Regions from separate parts of the Hordeum vulgare genome. Here region 2 is linked to region 1. Evidence: chromatin contacts called from public Hi-C data. All regions are on one chromosome and are shown on one strand. The core of a region is the stretch at or near the end of the contact, and the rest is flanking DNA. Distances in the headings are between cores, read along the strand shown.

The links. Hi-C and Micro-C count contacts between places; a contact is called where the count stands out from the background.
Region 2: a Hi-C map of seedling shows a contact between it and region 1, with 5 times the contacts expected there. The contact joins the promoter of LOC123438595 here to the enhancer-like site in region 1. A contact is called at or near these places in 2 of 6 Hi-C or Micro-C datasets (leaf and seedling).

The regions. Positions count from the first base shown.
Region 1 is chr1H:376,872,911-376,879,922 of MorexV3_pseudomolecules_assembly, forward strand. No RefSeq gene overlaps it. Among protein-coding and RNA genes, the nearest start is that of LOC123438475, 65 kb to the left of the region's middle. Within about 2 kb of position 4,866, at least 3 of the 3 cell types and tissues checked have open chromatin away from gene starts, as enhancers often do. A contact at or near this core is called in leaf and seedling, where this site is marked.
Region 2 is chr1H:377,613,560-377,620,779 of MorexV3_pseudomolecules_assembly, forward strand. LOC123438595 (AP-3 complex subunit delta) reads left to right here and starts at 5,468. Exons shown (of 1, transcript XM_045115790.1): 1 at 5,468-7,220. The coding sequence starts at 5,550.

The DNA.
Region 1 (7,012 bases), core at 3,616-6,115:
TATGAATAGCATGGCATTTTTATTATTATGAGAATGGTAGATTTGTTATTAACAAGATGGTGTTACTCCTGTAGGAGTTCTTGTTTTTTTCTAAAGAGGAAATGTAGCATAGCACAAAAGAAAAGTATTTCTCTCAGTTGATAACCAAGCTTTTATCCAACCAGTAGTACTTACCAAGCTAGCAAGGTAAACAGTGCTTGTACTCAAGCAAAACAATTCTTGCATTCAACTTGATAAGGGGATTGTCACGCTCTTTGTCTTGCTAGTTACAAGGTTAAAAGCAAATAGATAGATAGTGATACGGCAAAAGGTAAACAAAAATAACAATGAAACAATTTTGTAGGAGTTTATGTTAATAAAAGAATAGATCGAGTGGGCATAGGTTCATCAGATGTATCTCTCTCGAAACAAGGCAAACGATACGATGACAAATTATAGTTGGACAATTCATAAGAATATCAATAAGTATGATTATGACCATCCATGGTATAATCTCATATAGGCATTTCGTTCATGATAAGTAGATCGTTAGTCCAACAACATCTACTACTATTGTTCCATCCTAAGACCGCTATCCAGCATGCATATCGAGATATTAAGTTCATAAGAAACAAATGACGCTTTAAGTAAGATGCCATAATGTAAACAAGAAGAAACGTAGCAATAAGATAAAACTCTGTCGTTTTCTCCTTAGTGACAATTGTACAAATATGTGTCTTCTCCGCATTCTGTCATTGGGATATACAAATCACTTCACGATTGAACCCACAACTATGCACCACTCACTTTGATCACAAAAATTTAAATTTGTTCACTGTTTCAAAAAACATTTATCAAAACAAACGCGAGTTTCAAAATATGAAAACCCAAATTTCAAAAAATATTTGTAGATTAAAAAAGTGAGCATGAGTTCCAAAAATGTTAGCAATTTTAAAAAACAATCGTGATTGTAAAGAATTTTCACAATTTAATAAAAAGTTCGTGAATTTAAAAATAATGTTCACAATTTCCAAAAAGTGATCACCAATTGAAATTAAATAGGGAAAAAGAAAGATAAAAAGGAAAATATAAACATGACAAAATAAAGAAAATGAAAAATGAAAAAAGAAATGAATGAACGAAAATGTAAAAAGCAGAAACAAATCGGGAAAACATGAAATGGAAAAATAGATGGCAGGTATGTGAAGGTTCTAAAACCTTCCCAAATAGAAAAGGATCTATATTGCCCCGCTCAAGTGTACATAGCGGGGGATCGGTGAGTACGTCCTTCGTCGGGCAATTTCCATTTGGCACCTACGTTAGAGTGCATTTCGCAAACGGGCGCCTGCAACATTCCAAACTTGCCTCCCCCATTCTAATTACAAGTTACAAGTTTTTTCGTCTTTTTATTATGTTCTTCATTTATGTTTATTCTGTATTCTTCTTCTTTTCTCATCCTTTTTATTTCCTTAAATGTGTGATTTTTAAATATTCGTGAACCTTTTTCCTAAATTGATAAACTTTTATTTCAAATTTGATGAAATTTTTCCAAATCCGATAAAATAAATCAAATTCCTAGAACTTTTTTCATATCTGATTATTTTATTTTTCAATTTCTATGATGGTTTTTCAAATTTGATGACCATTTTTATAAATTTATGAAATATTTTCAAATTCATGAACTGTTTTTTCCAAAATCCATGAACTTTTTGAAAATTTATGAACCTTCTTTTTAGATCACGGTGAATCGTTTTGAATTAGTGAACTTGTTTTCAGATTTTATGAGCTGTTTTCACTTTTATGAACATTTTTCTGTTCAGATTTTTCTGTGATTTTTATAATCCCTTCATTTTTAAATATAAGACATTTTAAACATTTCACTATGAACTATATCCAAAGCAAAATAAGTGAATTTACATTTTAAAATATGTCTATATACATTTGTATGTACTTTACAGTATAATCTTAGAAAGTCTTGTATTTAAAAATGAAGGAAGTCGAAAAGTGGGTTCATGGGCGCCAGTTCTCCTAGCCGGCGTTTAAGGCGCCGACTAGGATACACTCGCAACCTCGTAAAATAGCTGGCCCAGGTCAGCAGCGGGAGCTCCAACCTGCCGCTCTTTGCGGCAGGGAGTCCTACGCCGCACAGGGGGGCGCCTCGACTCGGCCGACCCAGCATTGTTTCCTTTTTTTTCCTATTACATTTTTTCTTTTCAGCTTATTTATTTTTTTTCTGGTTCGTTTTTTCTTTTATTTTTCCTTTTCTTCTTGTATTTGAAGCAAAAACATTTTTTGATTTTGAAGAACAGTTTTTAAAAATTATCAACAAATTTAGAAGCGCAAACATTCTTTGAATCTTGAGAACAAAACTTTGAGAAGGGAAACAATTTTTTGAAAAACCCTGAATTTTTTTGAAAGCACGAATAAATTTTTGAATTTTGAGTATAAATTTTGAAGCCGAGAACAATTTAGAGAAATCCTGAACAAATATGAAAGTACGGACAATTTTTGAAAGTACGAACATTTTTTGAATCTTGAGAACAAAATTTGAAAATGAATAACAGTTTTGAAAAAAAGAAGATTTTGGAAGCGCGGGCAATTTATTAAAGGACAAACATTTTTTGAATCTTGAGAACAAAGTCTGAAACCGAGAACAATTTTGAAAAATCGTGAACAAATTTGGAAGCGTGATTTTTTTTGAAAGAACGAACATTTTTTGAATCTTCAGAAAAATATTTCGAAACGGAGAACAATTTTTAAAAAACTCGACCAAAATTGGAAATATGAACACTTTTTTAAAGCATGACCATTTTTTGAATCTTGAGAACAATTTTGAAAAAATCCTGAACATATATGGAAGCCGAACCATTTTAAAAGAACAGGAACATATTTCTAATTAGTGAACAAATATTTAAAATTTTGATTGGTTTGTTTGAAATGAGAGCATTTTTTGAAACAAAGACTTTTTTGAAATTTCGAAATAAAAATTATAAAATAGGAACATTTTTCGAATCTGCGTACAAATTTCGAAAAAAGATCATTTTTTGAATTGTAAACCAATTTTAAAACCTAATTCAAATTTCAAATTCGTGAACAAAATTTTAAGATTGTGATTCGCTTTTTGAAAATGAGGACATGTTTTGAAAACATGATCATTTTTTGAAATTTCGAAAGAAAAATTGAAAATGGGATCAATTTTCAAAATGTGAACATTTTTTGGAACCGCGAACATTTTTCAAATTCTGAACAAATTTTAAAACATGGACAAATATGAAATTAGTGAACAAAATTATTAATATTGGAACATTTTTTGAATTGTGAACAACTTTTCAAACCACGAATATTTTTTGAATTGTGAACAAATTTTGAAACATGAACAAATTTGAAATTCATAAACAAAATTAAAAAATTGTGAATAACTTTCAAATCTGCTGAAAAAATTCGGGTGATTTTTGCTTCTCCCTTTTTCCTTTCATTTCTGTCCGTGAGTTTTTTTGCTATTTGTTTTTGTCAAAAAATGTATGTTCACTAGTTTCACAAAGATTCATCACGACAAATAAATTATTAACATATATTTACGAAAATCACCATACATTAGACTTAATATTTAGATGGGTAGTGGGAAATGGAGCGAGATGTTCTTGCCGTTCATAAATTGGCACTGCCTATGTAAAATTCATGGTAAATAAGAAGTTCAGTTTGTAAAAAATGAAGTTCATTCTATGTAAAAAAATCTAAATTAAAAAGGTTAATTGTATATGTAGTTTATTCTACATTAAAAGTAGTTTGAATTGTATTTAAAAATATTCAATATATATAAAAGTTAGTTAGTATGTACTAAAAAAATCCTATGCATATTAAACAATTATTCACTATGTTTAAAAAATGAAAAAGGAAAGGCAGAAGAAAACAAAAGGAAAAAGTTGCAGCAAGTGTGCATTGCTTCTCCCACAGGCACTGTATCGAATTTCAGATCCTATTTGACGCTCCTGAGCTTCAAAAGGACATGCCTTCGCTGAACCTAGGCTCCCGACGGCCTAATTTGGACCGTCGCACGGTTACTCTGTTCTTTTCCCTTTTTTTTCCTGTTTCTGTTTCTATTTCGATTTCGTTTTTCTTCTTTTCTGTTTTGACTTTATCCTTTTTTTATATTTTCTTTACATTTTCGTATATTATGCAAAGTTCTTCACGGGGTTAAAGAAAATTTTAGATGAATAATTAGAAAATGTTGAACTATCTAAAAATGTTCAGCGTATATCAAAATATGTTCAATGTGTATTTCAAAGTTATTCGCCGTATATTATAACAATAAAAATAAACGTGTATTCACAAATTGTTCACCGTTTATCACAAAAACATTGAATCCTCATTTAAGAATTGTTTATCGAAAAAACGTTCAATGTGCATTTCAAAATTGTTCAGCGTATATCGCAAAAATATTTAATGTGCATTTGAACAAAAATCATTGTACATAAAAATGTCAATATTTATTTTATTTTGTTCACCTTATATCACAAAAAATTTCAATGTATATTTAAAAACTGTTCACCATATATTTGTCAAAATGGTTAATATGCATATAAAAAAATCATTGTATGTCCCCAAAATGTTCAATGTTTATTGAAAATTGGTCAGCGTATATTAATAAAATAATGTATATTAAAAATGTTAAATAGTCGAATGTTTTTTAATTTTTGGATCTGTCACGGCATTTGGTTCTTATACTGTCGTCCGGACTATTTAATCACTAATGGTATACTATAACGTGAGGTATCGAGTTTGATTATTTGTAGATGTTTTATTTTTTGGGGATTTTTACAAACAGCTAGCTATAACGAGGACAAGGAACGGGCTGGCCCATCCAGACAGCGGCTTGCGCGAAAGCTGCTCTGTTTGACGCACGCGAGCGGCGACTAGGGAGCTCGTATGGAATTGCAAGAGCTATGTGTCACCTGTACTGATTGCTAATAAAAATCGCCTACCGGCGACAGATTAGCGGGCTCACCCACTTAGCTATAGTTGCTACTGCTCCAATCGATCCTTATATCCTCCATCAATCCTTTGTTTTCGTTTCTTTGTTGTATTTTCGTTTGTTTTACTTTATTTCACCGATTACCTTCGATTACCTTCATTTATATTTTTTGCACTGTTTTTTCTTGGGTTTTTGTTACTTTCTTCGTATTTGCGTTCATTTTCTCTGTTTCCACATTGGGTTCTTTGATTTTTCTTTCTTTCTTAATTTACTCCAGTTTTCTTTATTTTTTCATTAGTGTTTCTTTCTTCCTTAATCATATTTTTTGTTTCACTCGGGTTTTTCTTCATTTTAGGTTTTGGTTTTCTTTGTCATTTTCATTTTTTATGTTTTAATTAGTTTTTAAACAAATATCTACATTTTTCATACGTATGAATTTTAGTTTATACATTAGGAACATTTTTTACACATGCTTAACATTACTCGAATGCATGATAAGTATTTTCTAAATGTTTTGATGTCTACATTTTCTCTACATGTTTAAATTTTTTACTATACATATAAATGTTCATTATAAATGTTTCATTAATTTTTTTAATATTTACAATCCAATATGGTTTGATCTTTTTTAAATAAATATAAAATATAATTTAATACCATTAAAAACTTTTAAAATGATGAATATATATCTTAGGAACTGTCCATTTTTTAGATTGTAGAAAATGTTTTCTTGAGCAAATTTGTTTCAAACGTTTATTTTTTTAACTTAAAATATATTTTTAATGACACGACCATCTTTTACAATGTATAAACATTTTCGTAATTTTTATTCACAATGTACATTTTTCGTATATGTAAAATTCATTTTCTATATATGTTTAACATTTTTTTGATGCAAGAATTACAATTTTTAACTTTTATGTAAATAATATATATATATATACTAGGATAAGACCCGTGAGTTGCTACGGGCAAAAGACGAAAAATACCTTAATTGTCGTGGCAAGCTTCGATGTTTCTCTCCGGCCTTTTGCTTCTAAGCTATGTGGTTCATCAATTCGTGAGCTAGGTCTTGTGGAGGCACGACGTTGAGGTGTGAGTGAGGGGATGTCGGGATGCGTTGGTGTGGCGGATGAGACGAGGGGATTCTGAGGAGGGGCTGCGAGGATGACGAATTGTGTATGGGATAGTCTCAGCTGATTTGGATTAATAGTGTGTAAAATTAAGATTAACTCGCACTGAAATTACCATAGTATGTGGTAGTTCCCTAATGCTACTTTCTAGGGCTTCAATAAATTTTAATACAAATATTTGCAGAAATATTACATATAAAATATGCAATAACATCACAGTGAACTCAACTTCACCTAGCAGCAGTGATTCAGAAGAGCGGCTGCTCGAGTACACGTAGCTTCTTGAGGAGGTGGTCCTTGCCAAGCCTCCTTCTGCTTTGCCCCTTCATATGAGGTGTCACGCCCTTAGGCTTTCCATTATGTTGCTGATGTCATATTTTAAAAAAGCGTGCCACGCACGCGTTGGTGCCTGATGAAAAACTTCGAACACCTTCCTCACAATGTGAGATAATTTGGCACTGCTATGCGCAGGCCCGCATGCGTAAAATAAAAAAGTCTATCCCAACTACCAGAATCTCCCTCTTCACACGATCTGTTAATCTCTTCCCCATTTCCTCCACTTTGTCGCTGCCGGGTCGTCAATCTGCTCCAGGGCGAGGCAAGGGAGAGGTTGAGCCCCTCCAGCACCGGGAAGCAGAAGCCCAACGTCGGGAGAAGTAGGAAGTGTGGCGTCCTCGGATCCCTGCAAAGGGACCTCACCGCCCGCGTCGCCCGCTCCGCCGCCAGCATCCTGCGTTACCCCATCGAGGCGTTGTGCCGCGACCGCGGGTCGGTGAGGAAGCCCATGATGTGCAGCAGCAGCGGCTCCGACAGGTACAACAGCGCCGACGCCCCCGTCGCCCACATGCCTGCCTTGGCCTCTGCCATGTCATCGCGCCGCGGGGGACCGTGTAATAGATTTTTTCACCCACTGGGAAACGGAGGGCAT
Region 2 (7,220 bases), core at 4,218-6,717, 740 kb after region 1:
ACTATCAAAGTAACGAACGCGAATCATATGAACATGATGAAACTAGCATGACAGAAATTCCCGTGTGTCCTCGGGAGCGTTTTCCCTCCTATAAGACTTTGTTCAGGCTTGTCCCTTGCTACAAAAGGGATTGGGCCACTTGCTGCACCATTGCTACTACTTGTTACTTGTTACTTTTTGCTTGCTACGTTTCACCTCACTACACAATCACTTGTTACCGCTACTTTCAGTGCTTGCAGTTATTACCTTGCTGAAATCCGTTTATCAGAGCCTTCTGCTCCTCGTTGGGTTCGACACTCTTACTTATCGAAAGGACTACGATTGATCCCCTATACTTGTGGGTCATCAGTGTCCGCGCACTAGTCCGGGGCACTGGAGACCCCAGTCTTTAGTGCACCGACAGCCGTGCCCCTCAAAAATATTTATGGGTCGGATGCGTTTGTCATGTTTGGTCGAGCAACATTTTCCGTGCCAACCCGTATTTTGGCAGTTATTTTGCAGGATGCGGCTTTATATGAGGTCTGCTAGAGATGCTCTCAGGACGTCCACTCTCATGAGGCGCTTGTAATCACAGGAAGCATGACCGGGAGGCAGTTACCAGGCGTGGGAGGACTAGAGGAGGCGTGAGAGGGATGTGTGGAGGAGGTGAACATATATACACATGGAAAGGAAATAAGTGTAGAACTGAACGGAGAAGACTCCCTGAAATTAGGGTGGAAATAATATGATGCGACGTGTGTTTTGATAGATTAAGAGCATCTCCAGCCGCGCCCCCACACGCCCCTAGGGCTTGTTTTTTTTCGCCGGCACCAAAAAATCCCCCAGTTGTGCCCCCAGGACGGCGATTTTCGCCGGTTCGGCCCATTTTTGGGCCCGACGATCTCAGGCCGAACCCATTGCACTAGGGGGGCACTTGGGGGCTGTGGTGGAAGGGAAAACGATGCGTCGTCCACCACTGTTAGGCAAAAAATGCTTTTCCGCCTCTAGATTCTCCCCCCGCATGCACTACACCTTTCGCCGTCGTGTCGATCCCGGTGTCGTCCACCTGCCTACCGCCGCTAGAAAGGCCATCTCCCCGCCAAGAAAGAGAGTGTTCGCCGCGGCATCGCCCCCCTGCTTCTGGGCGAGCTTTTCCGGCGCTCCGGCCACGCAAGCGAGGATACGGGCGGCTACGCGCCTACCACGCCCGCCAGGTGTTTGGTGATTTGTCTCGGCAATGGACTCCGACGAGGAGGCATTTGTGGTGCTGCTGGAGGAGGACATCGATACCGACGTCCAGGACGAAGAGCACCTCATGATCCTCGCCACTCTGGCTGGCCTGTTCACGAGAAACACAAAGCCGCGGCGAGGTGGCTTGACGCTGGGTTGGCTCAAGGGAAAGCAGAGACATCGATTGGAAGGTTATAGCTTGCTCTAGGCCGACTACTTCTTTGACACTCCACTGTTATCAGATGAGTATTTACAGCGAGAAAGTATTTCGGCGCTGTTATCAGATGAGTCGAAAGCTCTTCCTCGGGATTATGAATTCCATCAGGGAGTTCTACACCTACTTCCAGTGCAAGAAGGATTGCACCGACACACTTGGATTCACCTCACACCAGAAGTGCACGACACCTATGAGGATGCTTCCATACGGAGCTCCCGGTGATATATTGGAAGACTATGGACACATGGTCGAGTCCACCACCATTGAGTGTTTTTACAAGTTCTCGAGGGCAGTGGTGGCAGTGTTTGGACCTCAATACTTGCGATCACCCAATGCTGAAGACACTACTCAAATCCTAGCACAGAATGCAGCAAGAGGATTTCCTGGGATGCTTGGAAGTATCGACAGCATGCATTGGAAATGAAAAAAATGTCCATTTGCTTGGCAGGGGAGGTACAAAATGCGCCAAATGCTCTTGCAAGTGTGGTACTTGAGGTAGTGGCCACCCATAATCTCTGGATTTGGCACTCCTTCTTTGGTATGCGAGGAACTCATAATGACATCAACATATTGTAGTGCTCGAATGTCTTTGCCAAGCTTGTTGAAGGTCATGCTCCTCCGATGAACATCGAGGTTAATGGTTGCCACTTCACCAAGGGATACTACCTAGCAGATGGCATCTATCCGAGATGGTCCACATTCATGAATACTATCTCAAACCCTCTGCCAGGAGGCAAGAACTCCTACTTTGCCAAGTGTTAAGAGGTTTGTAGGAAGGATGTCGAGCAGGCATTTGGTGTTCTCCAATATCGATTTGTTGTTGTCCGGTAACCCACTCAGACCTGGTCGAAAGATCAAATGTGGGAAGTCATGGCTTGCTGTGTCATCTTGCACAACATGATAATTGAGAGCGAGCAGGAAGATCCAGTGTTTGACACTGAACCATATTATAGGCAGGGTCCTATTCCCCAAGTTGATCACCAGCCACTGGCAACCTAGACCGTCGTCCTCAACATGTGTTAGGAGATACGAGACCCACAAATGCATCAACAATTGCAACACGATTTGGTGGAGTACCTATGGAGGCTCGAGGGCAACACCTAGCTGAATGTGTGATGAATTATGAGTTCTTATTTGTTGAACTATTTTGATATCTATTGATTTGTATGGATTTCTGTGATGTACTATCTGATAAAAAATAAGAATCTATTGAATTTTTGCTGAAGCACGCCGAATATGGGCCAAAATTTGTCCAACTTTGCGCCGAAAGTGGGCCAAAATCGGCGGCTGGGGGGGGGGGGGCGACTGGAAACCCTAGCCCCCCCACGTCAATTTTTTCACCGGCACGCCCCCAGGCGGCGCTAATTCAAGCCCCTGGGAGGGGGGCGAACGGCTGGAGATGCTCTAACATGGAGGGGAAGCGGAGGAGGCCAACAGCTCGTGGGTGCCTTTAGTGTAGAGAAAAAAACAAGGAAGGTTTTGATGATATGGCATGCTACATAGGCTAGCAGGGGATTGTTCTTACACACGGGGCCATCTTGATGATGTGGATAGTCTACATGTGAAGATAAAAATAGAGTAGTGGGGATGAACTTCTTATGTATATAGGGTGTGTGCTCCTTAACAATTATCAGGGCCTAGGCCACCTTGGTTGTTTAGGTATGAATCAATGTGGAACACATATGAGGAGTTTAAGTCTTAGGCGCAGACATATTTAGGGGTGGGCACAAAAACCGACAAACCAAACGCCGGACCAAAGTCGAAACCTTTTAGTATAAACAATTTTGGTTTCTACTTGCAATAACCGAACTAACTTCGGTTCATTCAGTTCTTAGCTCCGTTGATTGAAATAACACCGAACTGGACCTGTGAGACGTACTGGGATTGAACTCTCTCGGCCTCTCGTAGTCTGGACGAAGAGCGCTTCTCATTTTCCCGTACACACGCAACCAACCACTTCTGTATGCTAAGTTTTTTGTTTTGTGTTGAGAAATTTATACGCAAAGTAGGCCTGGGTGTTCTACTAAACAGAGCTTGACAATTCAGCCCGTACAATCAGCAAAGAGATCATGGACGTCACTTTCGTGGGCTGTGGGCCAACCACATGCACAGAAATCAGGTCGTATGCGAGTGTGTAGTCCCACCTCGCTTGGACGAAGCAAATGGGGCACAGAGCTTCGGCTATATAGGAGGTTGCACCAGCCGCGGTGAGCGCAAATTTCTTAAAGCAATGCTTTTCGGTGTAAACCCCAAACCGAACCGAAATAGTCGGTTTACCGAAGATTCGGTTAGCTCTTTGGGTTGAATTTTTCGGTTAGTAAATTTGAAAACCTAATTTTTGAAAAACCGAATGGTAGAAATCAATTTTTCGGTTTATGCCGAATGCCCACCCTGAGACATATTGGGGGTCTCTAAACCTTATGGGTATGGTGCCGCAACTTGACGAGAAGCTTGTGTCAGTGGCCTCTTCCATGGACCATCGGGGGTAACATCAGGTTTGACAGTGTACGGGCTGAAACTTATAAACTAAATAAGAAGGTGGAGGAGCTGTGAAATATGATCGATTGGTCAGATATATCTAGGGACGATACCAATCGTCTATGGCTGAAATTCATAAACTAAAGAAGGTGGAGGAGTTGGCAATTCTCCCCAACTTCACATTGAGCTCCTCCACCTTTTTCTTTAGTTTATGTACCGGAAGAGCTCAATGTGAAGTTGGGAATGACAAGCCAATCCTTCATCATATTCCAAATTTGGAGTGAGAAACAACATTGGGAAGCAAAATGCGCAACAATTTTTGGAGCTCTATTGCACAAAGAGCAAATACGACAATTTTTTGGAGCTCTATTGCATAAATAGCAAAGCCGACAATTTGGCCATCCACACTTGGCAAAGCCGATCTGCCTCCCTAGATCGATTTTAAATGTTGAGCCAAGCGAATAACTTACATCTAGAAGGAGCCCAAACTTTTTAGCTGGTGGTCTTGAAGCTGGTGGCGGTCGCCCCGATGAATTGGACACGATAAAGGGGAGTCGACGGAGTAGTCCCTAGAGGTCAAAATTTTCCACGAGATGGCGTCGTCGCTTGGTTAGTGTGGAGTTGAAGTTGGGAGTGAATCACGAGATGTTAAAAATATCATGGGTGTGATGCAAACATGCTCCCGTTCATGGCTGAGTTGAACCTGGGACATAAATCACCCAAGTCTAGTGTGTGACATTCCATTCAAACCATGGACAATAGAGCTACAAAATGCAAACATACATCTTGATGTTAAGCACTCCCATCCAGCCAAGAGTGATGGGATGGAAGATGACCTCTGGAGTTATTTTATATTTGCCACCATAGACTTTATTAAAGTGTGTCCCGAATAAATGCCCTTTTTATCTTGTCCATCAATTGTAAGACCTCGGTCGAAATGTCGACGAAGGTTAGGTGATATACCGTGATTGCAGTGAGGACCGCCTTGACCAACATTGTGCGGCCTCTGGTGATGAAGTGCTTACTCGTTTAAGGAAGTTATTTTTCAATAATATTATCATCATGGTCTTGGAAGTAGATCCTCTTGAACCGTCTCACATATAAATGGAATCCAAAATATTGAATGAAAATGGAAGAAAGTCATGCTTCGCCTTATATCAAAAATGAGGTCTGTGTTATAGGGCCAAAGAGGGCTTTTGAAAGTTTGTTTTCAGGTAGGTGACCTTTCCAAGATCTTATGGTATCCATGATTTAGTTTGGTATATTCCTAGCAAATAGTTAAGTACTTCCTTGGTTTTAAATTATAAATTGCTTTAACTTTTTATGAATCAAACGATGCATAGACATGTTTTAATGCATTTATTCGTTCATTTCTAACCACATGTGATTAATATTAAATACCCGAAACAACTTATAATTCGAAAGGGAGATAATAGCATTAGCAAGCAATGTAAGAAGTGGTCATGGCAGTACTAAGTCTAAAATTAATCTCTGTGGAGTATAATAGATTGGAATTAGATTTGACTCATGGTGGCGACTAGTATTTCGCTATTCTAACTAGGCCCTTATCGTTGCAATGAGATCCTAGCCTGCGCGGACGGACAGAGGACAGATCCACCAGGCAACCATCCTTCTCACACCTCCGATGGCTTCCGCCCCGTCGGCCCCGTCGACGGCGCCGTCGCTGGTGGACACTCTCTTCCAGCGCTCGCTGGACGATCTCGTCAAGTCCCTCCGCGCCGACCCTTCAGCCGCCGGCGAGTCGTTGGCCGTCGGCCGCGCCCTCTCCGAGATCCACCGTGAGATCCGCGCCCCGGACGCGGCAACCAAGGCCGTCGCGCTCCAGAAGTTCACCTACCTCTCCTCCCTCCACTTTGTCCCCGTCGCCTCCCACCCGCTCGCGTTCCCCGCCATCGAGCTCCTCGCCTCGCCGCACCTCCCGCACAAGCGCCTCGCCTACCTCGCCGCCTCGCTGTCGCTCCACCCCGCCTCGCTCTCCCTCCTGCCGCTCGCCACCCACCAGATCCACAAGGACCTCTCTCCTTCCACTTCCGCCGCCGCCTCCCACCACGTATGCGCCCTCGCGCTCCAGCTCCTTGCCTCCCCCGCCGCAGCCGCCGCGCCCGACCTCGCCGTACACCTCGCGCACGACCTCGTGCCCCACCTGTCCCGTGGCAGCCCACGCGCTATCGCAGCCGCAGCGCGCATCATAGCCGCCTCTCCGTCTACTGGCGTGCCGGTCCTCTTCAAGCCGCTGGCTGCATGTCTTGCTTCGTCCGACCAACGGGCGTCAACTGCGGCTGCATCCGCCTTCTGTGAGCTGTCGGCGCCGCCGGCCGATGTGGCCCCATTCCTGCCTCTCGCGCCTGACCTTTACAATCTGCTAACCACATCCCGCTCCAACTGGGCGCTTATCAAGGTGCTCAAGATATTTGCTAGGCTGGCTCCTCTGGAGTCGCGTCTAGCCGCACGGATTGTTGATCCAGTCTGTCAGCTCCTCACTCGTTCTTCAGCCATGTCGCTGACATTCGAGTGTGTCCGCACGGCGCTAACTGCACTGCCGGCGCATAATGCCGCTGTGAGCCTCGCCATTGGGAAAGTCAAGGAATTCCTTGCTGCTTCTGATGATCCTAACCTGCGTTATCTCGGGCTCTTGGCACTTGGTATGCTTGGTCCAGCATATGCATCAACTGTCAATGAGAGCCGCGATGTGATCACCCTGTCACTGGGTGATGCTGACTCAAACATCCGTAGGGAGGCATTGCACCTTATGATGGGAATGGTTGATGACAACAATGTCATGGATATTGCTGGCATGCTGGTCAGTCATGCCGCAAGGTCAGACCCAGAGTTTGCAAATGACATTCTTGGGGCCGTCCTAACAGCATGTGGGCGCAATGTATATGAGCTGGTGTCAGATTTTGATTGGTATGTCTCACTACTCGCAGATATGGCTAGGAGCTTGCACTGTGCGCAGGGGGACGAGATTGGTCGTCAGCTTGTTGATGTGGGACTTAGGGTGCATGATGCACGGCCAGAGCTTGTCCGTTCAGCTCGATCTCTCCTAATTGACCCTGCTTTGCTTGGGAACAATCTCCTATGCCCTGTTCTTTCTGCTGCTGCATGGGTCTCTGGTGAGTATATAGAATGTAGCAAGGATCCTGTTGAGCTTGTTGAGGCACTATCACAGCCAAGGACTAGCCTCTTGCCAATGCCGGTGAGAGCCGTCTACATCCAGGCAGTACTTAAAGTGATCATCTTCTGTTGCAATTTATATGTAGAGAGTTCGAATGATTCAAACAAGGGATCGGATCTA